Linked DNA regions of Mus musculus: all the other regions are linked to region 3. A link is a contact called in public ChIA-PET and Hi-C data. All regions are on one chromosome and are shown on one strand. The core of a region is the stretch at or near the end of the contact, and the rest is flanking DNA. Distances in the headings are between cores, read along the strand shown.

Region 1 (4,506 bases), core at 792-3,291, 520 kb after region 3:
ACACACAGCAACAGATTGCTCACGTGCATGCTCCATTGGGCCACTGAGGTCCTCCAGTCCCCCTGGCCAAACAGCTTCTCCTCCTTGGATCAGGGCTGCTTATATAGCAAGGGAAAGAAGACAAATTCTCACCCTGGCTTCAAAGTTCTGGCCCAGAAACAATACCTCTCTCACACCTTTTTTTTAAAAAACTGGCTTAAGGCCTCACTTGTGGCCAAACCTAACTTTTGTATTATATGACTTGAGTCTCTTAAGTTCTAGCAGGAACTTTGAGTGAAAGGCTCAAGAAAAGTTACTAAGATTCAGTAAAAACAAACCGAAACATTTATAATTTTCTAAGACTTTATTTATTTATAATTTTATTATAACTTTTTTATTTATAATTTTTGTGCTTTCAGTAGGCATTTTTAGTAACATGGAATATGAAAATACATAAAAAGAAATGCTTCACTTTCATAATTGTCCTAATACAAATCTCTTCTCATTTCATTTTTTTTCTGCTCTCTTGTTCATTCATAAAAACCTGCATGCCGCATCCCTCACCTTTGCCAGCATGCTGAGCATTGTGAGTACCAGTTTTTACAACCTATCCTCATGTAATTTGATAACCATGGTGGGCTGGCCAGCCTCACACTACTTGTTTCTCACTATTCATCTTTTTAAGAGTTCACTGTGTGCCAGAGTTAGAAACAGAAAACACAACACTTGTTTAATGCACACAAAGCCCTTGTGATTTACTGCTATTATCCCCACTTTCTAGGGGAAGGAATTGAGGTTAAGTGGCCTGCTGGATACATAGGGGTAGAACTGCTTCTGGCATAGCTGGTAGAGACACAAAAATGATCTAAAACTAATCCTTGGAGCCCACAGCACAGTGACACTGGAGAGGACCGATATTGTGAGGCTATACCATCTACCACCACAGTGTACCATCTGACATCTCAGCCATGGCCTGAGACACCAATGGCAGGGACCCATGTGAGAGCAAGCACTTCTGCCAGCTGTAGGTCAAGTGGCTTAGAATTATGGAGCTGTTGAGTAATAATATCAGGGGATATGTTCAATGACAGTGACTCACAGTATAATGTCTTTGTGAAAGACCACAGAACCCACTTTTAGAGTCCGTGTGAGTGAGCGTGGACTGTTGGATGTATGGATAAGGGATCCCATCTGCCTTCTATATCTGCACATGTATGCAGACACACACACATTACCATACACTGCATTATTGTAGTCCATAGTTTCCAAAGCGCACGGCAGTGTTTACTATTCTGAGGGTGCTCCTGATTCAGGGATTCTTATTTTCTCTTTGTTTCTCTGTGTAGTTCTGGCTATCTTGGAACTTGCTTTGTAGACCAGGCTGACCTTGAACTCAGAGATGCTCCTGCCTTTACCTACTGAGTGCTGGGATTAAAGGCATAGGCCGTCACTGCTTTGCTCTTTTTTTTTTTTTTTCCTCCTTCCCTAACTTTCTCTGCCTCCTCTCCTCATTGCTCTTGCCTGCCCTTTCAGTCACAGTAGGTGACACTTCCTCTGCTTCCCTAAACTGACCTGTAACTGAATTTAATCAGATGACAGTTGAAAGCAGGTGAGGGGAATGGCAAAGTTCTCCAGAGAATAAAAAAGGGAAGGTAGAGTTGCTGTAGCAAATAGGGTTGCCACACAGACCAGCAAGAGCAGCAGATTGTCATACCCTCAGACGGAAGGTGAATGAGCCCTGCCTGAGAGACTTCTCAGGGAAAGCAGGGCCCATCCATTTCCCATCATCAGCCTCACTGCGCCTAGGCAACACGCTCCACAAAGTTCTCTGAGCAGCTGGCTGGCAGCATCTGAGAAAGTATTCAGAGGAACACATAAAGGTGAGGACAGAGGCAGCAGCTGGGTGTGGCAGTGATAGCAGACCCTGTGTTACGCTCCCCTTTCCTACCACAGCAAGAAGTTGAGGTTAGGAAAGGTGAAGTCTTGTTGTTCCTGTCTGTGCTCTTAGGATCCCCAGTGATGACAAAGTGAAGTTTCATGGTGTTCTGAAGTCAGACCTCAGTCATGATGCATGAATGTATTTGCATCATGAATTAGTTGTTCAGTGTCCTGGCTGGAATGGGAACAACAGTGTTGGAGGAAAGCTGTGGATACTTCTGCAGCTTTTCTGCCTAGAGGTGACAAATACAGGCTGTGAGGGCCATGAGGACAAGTTGCCATTTGGCTTAAGTGACAGCTAAAAATACTTTGTTATAGTTTGAATGCAGACATGTTTTTCTCAGTGAAATACATCCTGAATTGTATTACAGAGTAGTATATTCCTTTCCTAGAGCTACTGTAACAAAGTAACACAAACCAGGTGGCTGAGAACCACAGAAATGTAAGCTTCTGCAGTTCTGGAGCCGCAGATGGGAAACAAAGGTGTCACCATGTAGAACTCTTTTTCTCTTCCTAGGGTCTTGTAGACCCTGTAGTCTATGGTGTATCTTACATTGCAACTGCGTTCAGTTTCTGCCTGTGTCATTATGTGGACTTTTCTTTTCTTATAAAGGCGCCAGTCAGGTTGGATTAGGACTCACCCTAATGACCTCATCTTAATTTGATTATACCTGTAAAGACCCTGTTTCCAAATAAGGCCACATTATAGACAGCTGCTGGGAGCAGGAAGTTCAACACACCCTTTTGATGAACAGATAGTAATAGAAAAGAATTTACCATAGTGGAAGACACCAACATGGGAAGCTCTGCTTCTAAGTGTATCAGATTTTCTGGCTAAGCTTGAAAAAAACCAATTTAGTAGTGAACTGAGCATGGAATAAGCAAACATTTGGGAATATCCAATTTTCTTCACACCAGCTTATGAGTCTCACTTTATAATTTATAAGGCATTTCTAAGGGATAGCATAATTCATGTGAGGCTGACTGACCTTACCAGCCAACTACTCGGCCTCCTCAGTGACTGTTGTAAGTCTGGGTGGCTGAGGTGGTCTCTAAGGACAAAAAGAGCAATTTTGGTGAGAATTCAGAGCCTTACTACCATTAACAGCACAGTAAGCATGAGGAGGGACCCTCCCTTCCCCAGCCATACATAGGTGCAGCATTGTCACAGCTGTCCATTAGAGGGTCTTCATGGAGGCTTCAGACCTGTCCCACATATTCAGATTTAGAACTTGTTGTTGATGTCTTTAACCTGCTACTTGCCTTGATAACCAAGTCACTGCAGTGGTTTCTTCACATGCACAGATATAGCTCTCTATGGCCTCCCCCAGACACACAATGATACTCTGCAGAACTCAGTTTAGTGTAAGCACTTTGCTCTTACTTGTTTCCATATGTGTGACTAATATACACTTACAGGTTATTTAAGGCAGGATTCAGGGAAAGCACAAAATGAAATATCTTACCTCAAAGGATAAAAAGCAAAGGCTGTATTTTTATTTTATTTTATTTTATTTTATTTTATTTTAAATGTTATGTCATCTTGACAACATTACATTTTAGTAAAGTGCTTCTGGCCTTCTTAAACTTATGCTTACTACATGTATTTTGTGCCCCCCAAGTTCACATGTAGAATTCCTGACCCTTAGGACCTCAGAATATGACCTTGTTTAGAAAGAGAGCTTTACGGAGATTACTGACTTACTGGTTCCCTCTGTCAAAAATTAGCCCTTCTTGGTGTTCAGAAGTAGCTTCCTTAGGGTGGACCATCAGTATGACAGAGGTCCTTATCAACGGGAGAAATCTAAACACATGTATATACAGGGAGGACAGGACACAAGGAAAAAGATAGCTATGTAAAAGCCAATTGGGGAGGCTTGAAAGACCTCATTCCCTCCCTTCTTGGACCAAGCCTGACCATGCATTGATTGTGGTCCTCTGGCCTGTAGAACTGTGAGATGCTATTTTGTCATCAGCCAGCCACCAGCTGCAGTGCTTTGTTAAGGAGGTGTACTGGCTGGTTTTGGGTGTCAACTTGACACAGGCTGGAGTTATCACCAAGAAAGGAGCTTCAGTTGGGGAAATGCCTCCATGAGATCCAGCTGTGGGGCATTTTCTCAATTAATGATCAAGGGGGAAAGGCCCCTTGTGGGTTGGACCATCTCTGGGCTGTTAGTCTTGGTTCTATAAGAGAGAAGGCTGAGCAAGCCAGGGGAAGCAAGCCAGTAAAGAACATCCCTCCATGGTCTCTGCATCAGCTCCTGCTTCCTGCCCTGCTTGAGTTCCAGTCCTGACTTCCTTTGGTGATGAACAGCAATGTGGAAGTGTAAGCTGAATAAACCCTTTCCTCCCCAACTTGCTTCTTGGTCATGATGTTTGTGCAGGACTAGAAACCCTGACTAAGAAAGGAGCTGTACCAGACGAATATGCCTATGTTAGCAGCCACTGGCTTTTTGTTAGTTGGACAGGCTTGGTGATCCATCCCTGTAATTCTAGAAAACTGAGAGGGAATTTCGAGTGTTAGGTTATCCTGGGCCACACAGTGAGATCCTGTCTCAAGCAACACATGCCATTGTTCTTGCATTTTGT
Region 2 (4,303 bases), core at 1,438-3,937, 690 kb after region 3:
CAGCTGCATGGGGCAAGGATGAAGGGGCAGGTGCCTCTGGGGGCTCAGCTATATCATTTCAGAAGCTTCTCCGGCTTTCTGTCAAGATAGGGGCCAGACTAAGCAGAGGCTGCAAACCCACTGGGACCCCAGGATCACCTGTGAACTGAAGTGAGGGCTCAAAGAACTCAACTCAAAGGACCCCATCCGAGAGGCTGGCCATCCTTGCTCCCTGGACTCCTCCCTCACCCAGGCTGTCGGGTTCTATGTTCAGGGAGCTGGGAAAGGAGCCACCACAACTGAGCCTACACTCCAGACCTTTCTCTGATTAGCACCGTGAGGTGGAAATCTTGCCATGGTTCACAGACGAGAAAGGTGGGGCGTAAATAAGTGAAGCCTACCAGCTGGGACAGTAGCTCATGTTGACCATCTCTCTGCACCTCACCAGACTATTCTAGGATCTCTGTGAGGGCTGGATATGCCCAGGGCCTAAGATGGTGTCTTAGCACCATAGAAAGAACAAGCCAGCTTAAAGGCCCCATATGGTGGCAGCCACTGATGAGAACAAATCCCAAGCCCCTGACTCTCCTCTTTGAATGGAGGTAGGGCACCAAGAGAACTAAAACAGAATAGTCATCAGGCCAAGACACCAAGCCCCCGAGAGCCATGGTGGGGGTTCAGGGGCAGGGAGAGGGCTCTTATGTGCACCAGAGGCCAAAGGAAGAGCAATGGCAATATCAGTGATATCAGTGGTCCTAGTTCAGATGACACAAGGCTGCACTACAAGAAGATGCCAAGAAGGGTGATGTGCTGGACCACCACAGAGAGAGGCCTGCTTTCCTCCATCCCAGTGTGTGACCAGTGGACAGGCAGGGTCAGTCAGCCATACTGGCAGTAGGAAGGACAAGAGTCAATATATTCAGGGCCAGAGATAAAGCCAGAGCCAGCCAGCCACACTTCCCTGAAATAGCTCTACCCAGTGGGGTTAAGGGTAAAGGTTAGTAGAGCTGACCCTTTCAAATACCCCCCCCCAAAAAATGAAGAAATACAGACTAGGGAGGGAATGACATAAGAAATACCATTGGTAGGAGGCAAGCTTAGGTCCCTGGGAAAACCCAACCACTAACCAGAAACATGCATCCCAGAAGGGCTGATTGGCCTTTAAGCCCACCCAAGCTTCTGGTGGTCCTTTGTAATACCTTGCATCCGGGGAAACTGTGTCCTCACCTCCATGGTTCCTACCCACTATTAGACTTCCTTAGAGTCTGCACAGCCCTCCACAGGCAGTGCCTGGCCCTGGCACACAGACTTCAGCCAAAGGTTCTTCATGCTCTGCTGCCCCATCGCCTATCTGGGCACAGGTGGCCTTGTCCCTTCCAGGCCACCACCCACCTTCCTCACTACGCAGCCTTCCACAGCAGGTCCTCCCCATGGAGATCTGCTGACTTAACCCCTCGGCAGCACCTTCAAACAAACAAAACAACAACAAACTTCTGTAGCCTGGCCTGGGTGGTCTCTCAGATCTCTTGCTCATATTCTCTCTCCCCCTCCATCCCTCTTTTCTCATGCCCTCATCAGCACCCAGCACCCTAGGGTTCAGTTATCCACAAGGAACTGGCTAATTCCAGCCACCTCCTGTCGTCATTCCTTGACCTAGTGCACCCTCTCCTGTCTGTTCCACACCCCCAAAAGATGTCCTACTCTGAGATGCCCTCCTCTGACTCAGCCCCTAGTTAACGCTATCCAGTTCCTACTAGGTAGAAGCGTGAGAAGTACCTGGAAGCTGACCCTCCCTGTGTCCAACTCCTGCATCTCCCGAGCAACACTCACCACTCACTGGACGCCAACCCAAGTTTCCTAAAACAGTTTGTGAACTGAATGAAGTCTCTTCGCTCAGTGTCTTCTAGATAGCCTGAGGTCACTCCCTGAGCCAGTATAACAAGAAGGAATTGGTGGCATCCCAGAATGGTTAGGAAAGTCCTCTGGGGTTTCCTCTCCATCAACCCCATCACTAGCAGGGCGCCCCCAAGGTGCAGGGAATCAAAGCTTTTGCTTTTATGAGGCACTAAATGTTTTCTCTACTAGAGATTCAGGCTGCCACGAAGGTGCTTCACTTTCGGACCCAACTAAGGTTTGGAGCATAAAGCTTGCTCCAAGGTCAAAGAGGGATTTGGCAGCAAAGATTTGTCAAAACAATGACCTGAGGTGGTCCCCAGGGACCCCTTTCCCCTCCCATAGTGACATCTGCCTCCCCTGATACTAACGAATCCCCCTGATCCATTCCTCTGCGAGCTGTCAAGGTGACTGGCCATTTCCTGGGTCTTGACTCAGGGACCGGGGATGGAAGGCTGAGCGCTTACCCTCCAAGGCCGCCTTCCAGCTGGTGCTGCCCTCGTAGCCTGACCCGGATCGCCTCAGCAGCCCCTCTGGGCCACGGGCCTCTGCCTCCGCTGGAGAGCGCGGCCTGGGCGCAGCGGGCGCGGGACGAGCTGCGGGGGGCGGCGGGCGGGCGCGCGCGGGGGGCTCCCGGGCCGGCTCCATGCCGCGACGCGCGCGCGCTCCTGCACCGGGCAGCAGAGCCCGGCCCCACGCGCACTCCGCGCTGCGCGCGCCCCGCGGGCCGCCCAGGCCGGCTCGGTACTCCGGGACCGCGACGTCCGCAAGCCGGGGCTGAGCCCGGCTCCCGCGCCGGAGACGCTCAGGTCCCCGCCGTGCGCGCCGCAGCCTGCGCGCCGAGCCCCGCGCGGGGGAGGAGCCCGGGCTGCGAGGGAGCCGCGACCGCGGGGCGGGGTTGCGGGGAGGAAAGACAGCCCAGGCCACTGGCCCCGCCACCGGCTCCCTCGCAGCTGTGAGCCAAGGTGCTCCTCCTCCAGAGTCAGCTGCTGGGCATCTTCTAAAGTGGGGGGAGTTTCCCAAGACAAGGACCTGGGAAGGCTGCTCCTGGGGTGCCTTGGAGGCAGAGAACAAGGATGGGGGCTGGGACTTGTCACCCCCACCCCCACCGCATCCCCGACTCAGCGCTGCCATGGTCCAAGGGGACAGGGCCAAGCAGCACTGCAACCAGAGAGCCATACTGACCATCTATTGCGGTTCAGGGACTTTTCTCCACATTTTGTCTCTGTGTGACTGTTAACGTTTGCACATAGAAGCCGGAGGTCTTCATTGGGTATATTCACTCTCCACTTTTCTTTTTATTTTTAAATATAGGATATCACTATGCAGCCCTAGAACTTGCTATATAGACCTGGATGGCCTCTGACTCTAGCCTGCCTCTTCCCCTCAAGTGCTGAGATTAAAGTCATACACCTCCACACTTGATACCATCTTTTTTTTTTTTTTTCTTGAGCCAGGTTCCCTCATTCAACTTGGGGCCCACCAATTCAACTAAAGTGAGCTGGTCAACCTGCTTTACGGATAGGTCTGTCTCCCCACCCCACCTCCCACTTCCCACTGCTGGGTTAGCTGCTCAACACCAATGCAACTTTTTACTTGAGCACTGGGGATCTGAACTTAGTCCTTAGGCCTGTGCCACAAGCACTTTGCCTACGGAGTCATTCCCTCTGCCTCTCTTCTGAGAGTTTTGAGACTGAATCTCACTTATAACTCTGGCTGGCCTGGGGCTCGCAGTAGACCAGGCTAGCCTCCAGCAACTGTCCCCCTGCCTCTTCCTCCCAAGTGCCGGATGACACTCATGTGTCATCACAGCCTAGCTAAGCTGCAGGAACTTGTCACATGTCCCAGCCAGCTGAGAATGGACTTCAGGAAGCCTAGGGCACAGATGGGCCTGGGAGCCCAAGCCAGTCATCCAACTGCTTGGGACACAAAGCAGAAGAATTGAGAGTTCGAGGTCTGCCTGGGTGGGCTACATAGACTGAGGCCAAACTGAAATGTATAGCGAGGTCCTGTCTCAAGAAATAACCAATCAAAAGGGCCAAGGGAGTTCCTGAAGCAGCCGTGGCAGATTTGTGGTTGTCATGGAGATGTGAGGCATCTTGTAGGTCAGATGCCCTCTGTGACCTTTCCTAACCTCTTCTCTGACCTCTAGGAATCTACCATAGTCTCAGCCTCCAGTGTGGGTAATTCTCAGTGCGTGCTCCCACACCCCATGTGTGTGTGTGTGTGTGTGTGTGTGTGTGTGTGTGTGTTTGCTTGTGGATGTGATGTGAGCTCTCAGCTACTACTCTAGCACCAGACCCGCCTGGCTACTGCCATGCTTTTTGCTGTGATGGCCCTGGATTCTAACTCCCTGGAATTGTAAGATCCCTATAAACTCTTTCTTCTATAGGTTGTGCTGGTCATGATGTGTTTTCACAGCAATAGAAAA
Region 3 (4,168 bases), core at 49-2,548:
CAGAGCCTCGGAAGGCCAGGCACACAGGCTGTGTCTGTACAGGGCCGCTGTTAATACTCTCCTAGGTCTCCCGAGTATCGGGGCAGAGGAGAGCTCGGAAGAAGATTCACAGAGGCCACTCATCGATGGTGCTGAAAATGAAGATGACTATGAGCCTAACTATTCGATCCAGGAGGACAGGGCTGTCGTCCAAGTGAAGGCCATAAGCTTTCATCAGGCTTGCTGCCTTCCTGGGGTCATCCCGGTAAGGACTCCCTGGTCTCCTTCCACAGCTGGCCGGGTGTGGTACCTTCAGTGCTGTGCTGGGTGGGGAGCACGCTGCCTTCTACTGTCTACTGATGCAGTCCTAGGTGGTTGTGTAGCATCTGTCAGCTTCCCTGGTAGCCATGGAAACCCTGTCACATATAGAAGCTTCAGACAACAGGGGTTGGGCGGGCATGTCCAGACGTGACTCGTGAACATGCTGATGCTGATCCATCATGCAACTGCCAAGGCACAGTTAACAAGTTTTTAAATATTTTGATCTCTCAGATTTACCTGGACCAAGAGGGGTTTTGAATGGTTCATCATCTGCCTATTTGTGAATTCTGATCATTCTGGGGAGTAGGGAGTTGCCCAGTCCTAGGACAGAGTACACAAGGATTTCTTGGTAATTTATCCCAGCATTTCCACAACCTTTGCAGTCCAGGTCAACTCTGTCTGAGCGGAGCCCCTCCTGCTGCTGCAGTCTGTCTGTCTTCATGTTTTGGGGGTCCTATCACTGGAGTGGAAGTTAAGAGGCCTAGGTTGTGTTTGCAGCTTGCCCAGTAACTTTCTGTGAGACTTGGATAAGTCTCCCAACCCATCCTTGTGTCTCAGTGCCAGGGAATGGAGATGGCACCCATCTTGCCTGGCTCATTGTATAGTTCACAAAGCATCTGATTTCATGATGCAAGTCTGCAGCCATCCTACTCTGTCCCTCCCAGCTCTCTTCTGCCCTCTGCCTCTCTGCTAAAAAACTAACCCTACGAACAGGCAGTCAGTCAAGTGTAACACTCTCTAATTCTTAGAGCTAGGGAATAGGGAAATAGAGATAGAGATAGGGAAACTCTGGTTCCTTTAGGCCCTTGTAGTCCTGTTCTTATGAACATAGTGCCTTTCGGTTATAAAAATATTATACCAGCAGTTGTTTTGGTAGAGACAGAACTTCAGTTTGTTGTGGCTAAACAAGAAACTTACTTGCTGGCTCCTTTGTACTCCTAAGCCATTGTTCTCTGGCACTGGCAGGGTGGAGAGGAAGTCTAGCTAAGCCTTTGTCTTTGTAGCAGGCTTCTGGGCTGAGAGCTGTGGTGGTCAGGATTTGGCTCTCTACGGGGTGTCTGCTACCCTGCCTGCCAGGGAAGCACTTTTAAAACAAGTGGCACCTGGGAAATCACTGGCACTGGGGTGGGGGTGGGGGTGGGGTGCAGGAGTTCTAGCCAGACACTCTTTGAAGTCCGCCCTCTTCCTCTGCCTTCCCTTTGATGCTAATAGTCAGGGTTTCCTGGTAATAATGTATGTGTTGAGTACAGGAGTCTCAGCCATCACCCACTTAAGGCAGCTCTTTCAGAAGAGAGCCAGAGGCCAGTGGAAACCATAGCTCTTTCTTTTTGGCCCTCCAGAAAGGCTCTTTTCTGTGGGATGTGGTCCACAGGTAGATGTCTTTCTGTCTGTGACTGAGTCATTAACTCTCCGTAGTTTGCAGAATTAAATTTGCGGGGAGAGAACCAAGAAAGCCTGGCTGCCAGCAAGATGAGCTGAGGTTTGCTAGGCCAATTTGCCTGTGGCTGATGGTGGTTGGAAGCATGAACACCAGGGACCTTTTGTCTAAATAAAGAAACGTGGGTACAGTGTGTACTGCTTTCTGGGTTTCAAACACTGCCTTGCTTTTACCAGAGAAATGATAGAAGAAGAAACTGGGGGTAGTTAAGAAAAAGCTGTGCATAATTCCTTCCTTCCTTCCTTCCTTCCTTCCTTCCTTCCTTCCTTCCTTCCTTCCTTCCTTCCTTCCTTCCTTCCTCCTTTCTTTTTTTGGAAACCAGTAGAAGTAAAGAAAGAGGGCTTCTGGGTAAGGTCAGGGAGGACCCCATGCTGTGCTGTATGCTGCTTGTTGACAGTTGTGGTTTCTCCTGCAGTACTCACTGGCCTACGCCTGCCTGAAGCTAGTGAACTACTCCTTCTTCTTCTGGCTGCCCTTTTATCTGAGTAACAACTTCGGGTGGAAGGAAGCCGAAGCTGACAAGCTGTCCATTTGGTACGACGTCGGAGGTATCATAGGTACGCATGTGTGCCTCTCCTTCCGCGTGGTTAGTCGCCTGCCATCTTTCAGAGTTAGGAAATCTCATTTGAAGTTTTATTGCTTGCTCCACAGCCGTCTTTCCCAACCCGTCCTACCAGTAAACACGCAGCTTCTGTGAGAACAAAAAGTCCAAAGGAAGAGGGCCAGCTTGAGACTGACAGGCTGTGGTTTATAGGGGCTGTCTTCTCTTAGTCTGCGGGTGATGGATCAGCTCTTTTGTCCTGGGAACACTTGGAAATCTCTTTAAATGCAGCGCCTTTGTGTGCTTTCAGGGATGGCTTGGCTTTGAAGCTGATTTTGTGAGAGATTCAAGATGGAGTAGGAATGTGTTCATTTTGGCTTCCTCCCACTGTCCCGCTATCTCCAGCCAAGGAAGCAAACATAGCACCTTAGTGTGTAGATTGTCAGGTACCAGAGGAAGGGCAAACAGAAGGATTTCCCTTTCCTTTCTTGTCTGTGTTTGCTGGATACAACAGATTTATTTTATTTTCCAGGCTAGGGATTGAACCCTGGGTTAGGAAATGTACTATAACCCTAGTTCTATAACAGATTTTAGCAGTGGCTTTGCGATGTAGCCAGAAATACAAATGAGGAAATAATAAACCCTTAGGCAAGACCAACAGATTATACACTGTGGCCTCACCTTAACATCTCTGTCTGTGGTATTTACACATTAAGCCAAGCTACCCTGAACACAGGAATAGCACAGAAGGCTCTTAGGTGTCACGCTGATATTATATTTGAACTTGGCTATTGGTAGTCTTAGGTCTAGAGCCAAAGGTAATGTAGACGCCCTGGGACCTGATCATACTTCTGTATCTTCCACAGTTAAAGGCATCTTGGTGCAGAGCGAAAGAAGTGGGTTTGGAGCGGCAGCTCAAGGGCTCTTCCTTAAACTAGCTGTCGAGGTTGAGCCTTACTAGATCACACTAGGCATCCGGGCTGCTTTCAAGCTTGTGATCTTTCTGTTCCAGACTTCAGGGGGACGGCAAGTGCAGGCTCACTTGATTCAGTTCTTCATGCTTTAAGTTCAAATGAGGAAATCCAGGGGAATCAGTTTGTTTTTTATTTGATAGGGAAAGTGGTAAGTATGATATTGATGGTTTTGGTAGTTTTCTTTTTTCTTACTTTGTGGTGTCCTGTCCATAGGCAGCCACTGTGGTGGGGACACTTGGGAGAACCAGCTGTATCTGTCCCCCGAGGGGCTTGTCTCAGACAGCTGAGCCCAGCCACAGCTGCTTTCCACTGACCGTGTGCTTTGTGCTTGAAGGTGGGACTCTGCTAGGCTTCATCTCTGACGTACTGCAGAAGAGAGCACCTGTGCTGGCCCTCAGCCTCTTCCTGGCCGTCGGGTCCCTTGTTGGGTATAGCCGTGAGTATTCCTTTGTAATTGCCTTGATTCCTGATCTCTTGAAGGTAGGCACTTGCCCAGAGTCGGTGGCCAGCCATGGAGAGATCTGTGATTAGCTCTGAGTGCCTGGGAACTGTCATCACATGGTTTTATTTGTGTGGGGAGGAAACCGTCATCTCGTCATCTCCCTTGCTTTGTGGACCTGTTTAAAAGCTTGCTTGGGAGTGTATTGCTTTGTTTGAGGGGCGGCTCCAGAGGGACAGCATTAGAGCCAATAAAACCATAAAAGGAGGCAAGGTTTCTAAAGCGGGAGGATGGTAATTAGTAGGTCTTGGGGTATGTGTGTGTGTTCTAAAGCCGTAGAGTTGTTCTCTGGCTTTTAGACATCTCATTAGCTTGAGCAGTAGCCAGAGACAGGACAAAAGCTGGAAGGGCCCCGTCTGTCTTTGTTGTCTCTGGAGGGATTGTGCTGTGGCGGGTTAGGGATGGGGATGCAGTCG

The links. Hi-C and Micro-C count contacts between places; a contact is called where the count stands out from the background. ChIA-PET counts read pairs in DNA pulled down with a chosen protein or histone mark.
Region 1: a contact with region 3 is called in an RNA polymerase II ChIA-PET map of memory CD8 T cells, with 7 read pairs. The contact joins two enhancer-like sites. A contact is called at or near these places in 1 of 115 datasets of contacts at active chromatin or transcription factors (memory CD8 T cells) and 1 of 9 other capture datasets (liver).
Region 2: a Hi-C map of embryonic stem cells shows a contact between it and region 3, with 2.2 times the contacts expected there. The contact joins the promoter of Clec2l here to the enhancer-like site in region 3. A contact is called at or near these places in 8 of 39 promoter capture datasets (the 3T3-L1 cell line, the C10 cell line, cranial neural crest and 3 more), 7 of 484 Hi-C or Micro-C datasets (B cells, the G1E-ER4 cell line, brown adipocytes and 3 more), 2 of 115 datasets of contacts at active chromatin or transcription factors (embryonic stem cells and large pre-B cells) and 1 of 9 other capture datasets (adipose tissue).

The regions. Positions count from the first base shown.
Region 1 is chr6:38,830,411-38,834,916 of GRCm38.p6, reverse strand. All of the region lies in intron 1 of Hipk2 (homeodomain interacting protein kinase 2), which reads left to right. Among named protein-coding and RNA genes, the nearest start is that of Hipk2, 44 kb to the left of the region's middle. Within about 2 kb of position 2,041, at least 18 of the 459 cell types and tissues checked have an H3K27ac peak or open chromatin away from gene starts, as enhancers often do. A contact at or near this core is called in memory CD8 T cells, where this site is marked.
Region 2 is chr6:38,661,453-38,665,755 of GRCm38.p6, reverse strand. Clec2l (C-type lectin domain family 2, member L) reads right to left here and starts at 2,687. Exons shown (of 5, transcript NM_001101507.1): 1 at 2,340-2,687. The coding sequence starts at 2,520. RefSeq lists an enhancer at 573-1,755.
Region 3 is chr6:39,345,416-39,349,583 of GRCm38.p6, reverse strand. Slc37a3 (solute carrier family 37 (glycerol-3-phosphate transporter), member 3) reads left to right here. Exons shown (of 15, transcript NM_028123.3): 9 at 66-244; 10 at 2,154-2,295; 11 at 3,588-3,689. Among named protein-coding and RNA genes, the nearest start is that of Slc37a3, 30 kb to the left of the region's middle. Within about 2 kb of position 1,298, at least 101 of the 459 cell types and tissues checked have an H3K27ac peak or open chromatin away from gene starts, as enhancers often do. A contact at or near this core is called in adipose tissue, embryonic stem cells and memory CD8 T cells, where this site is marked.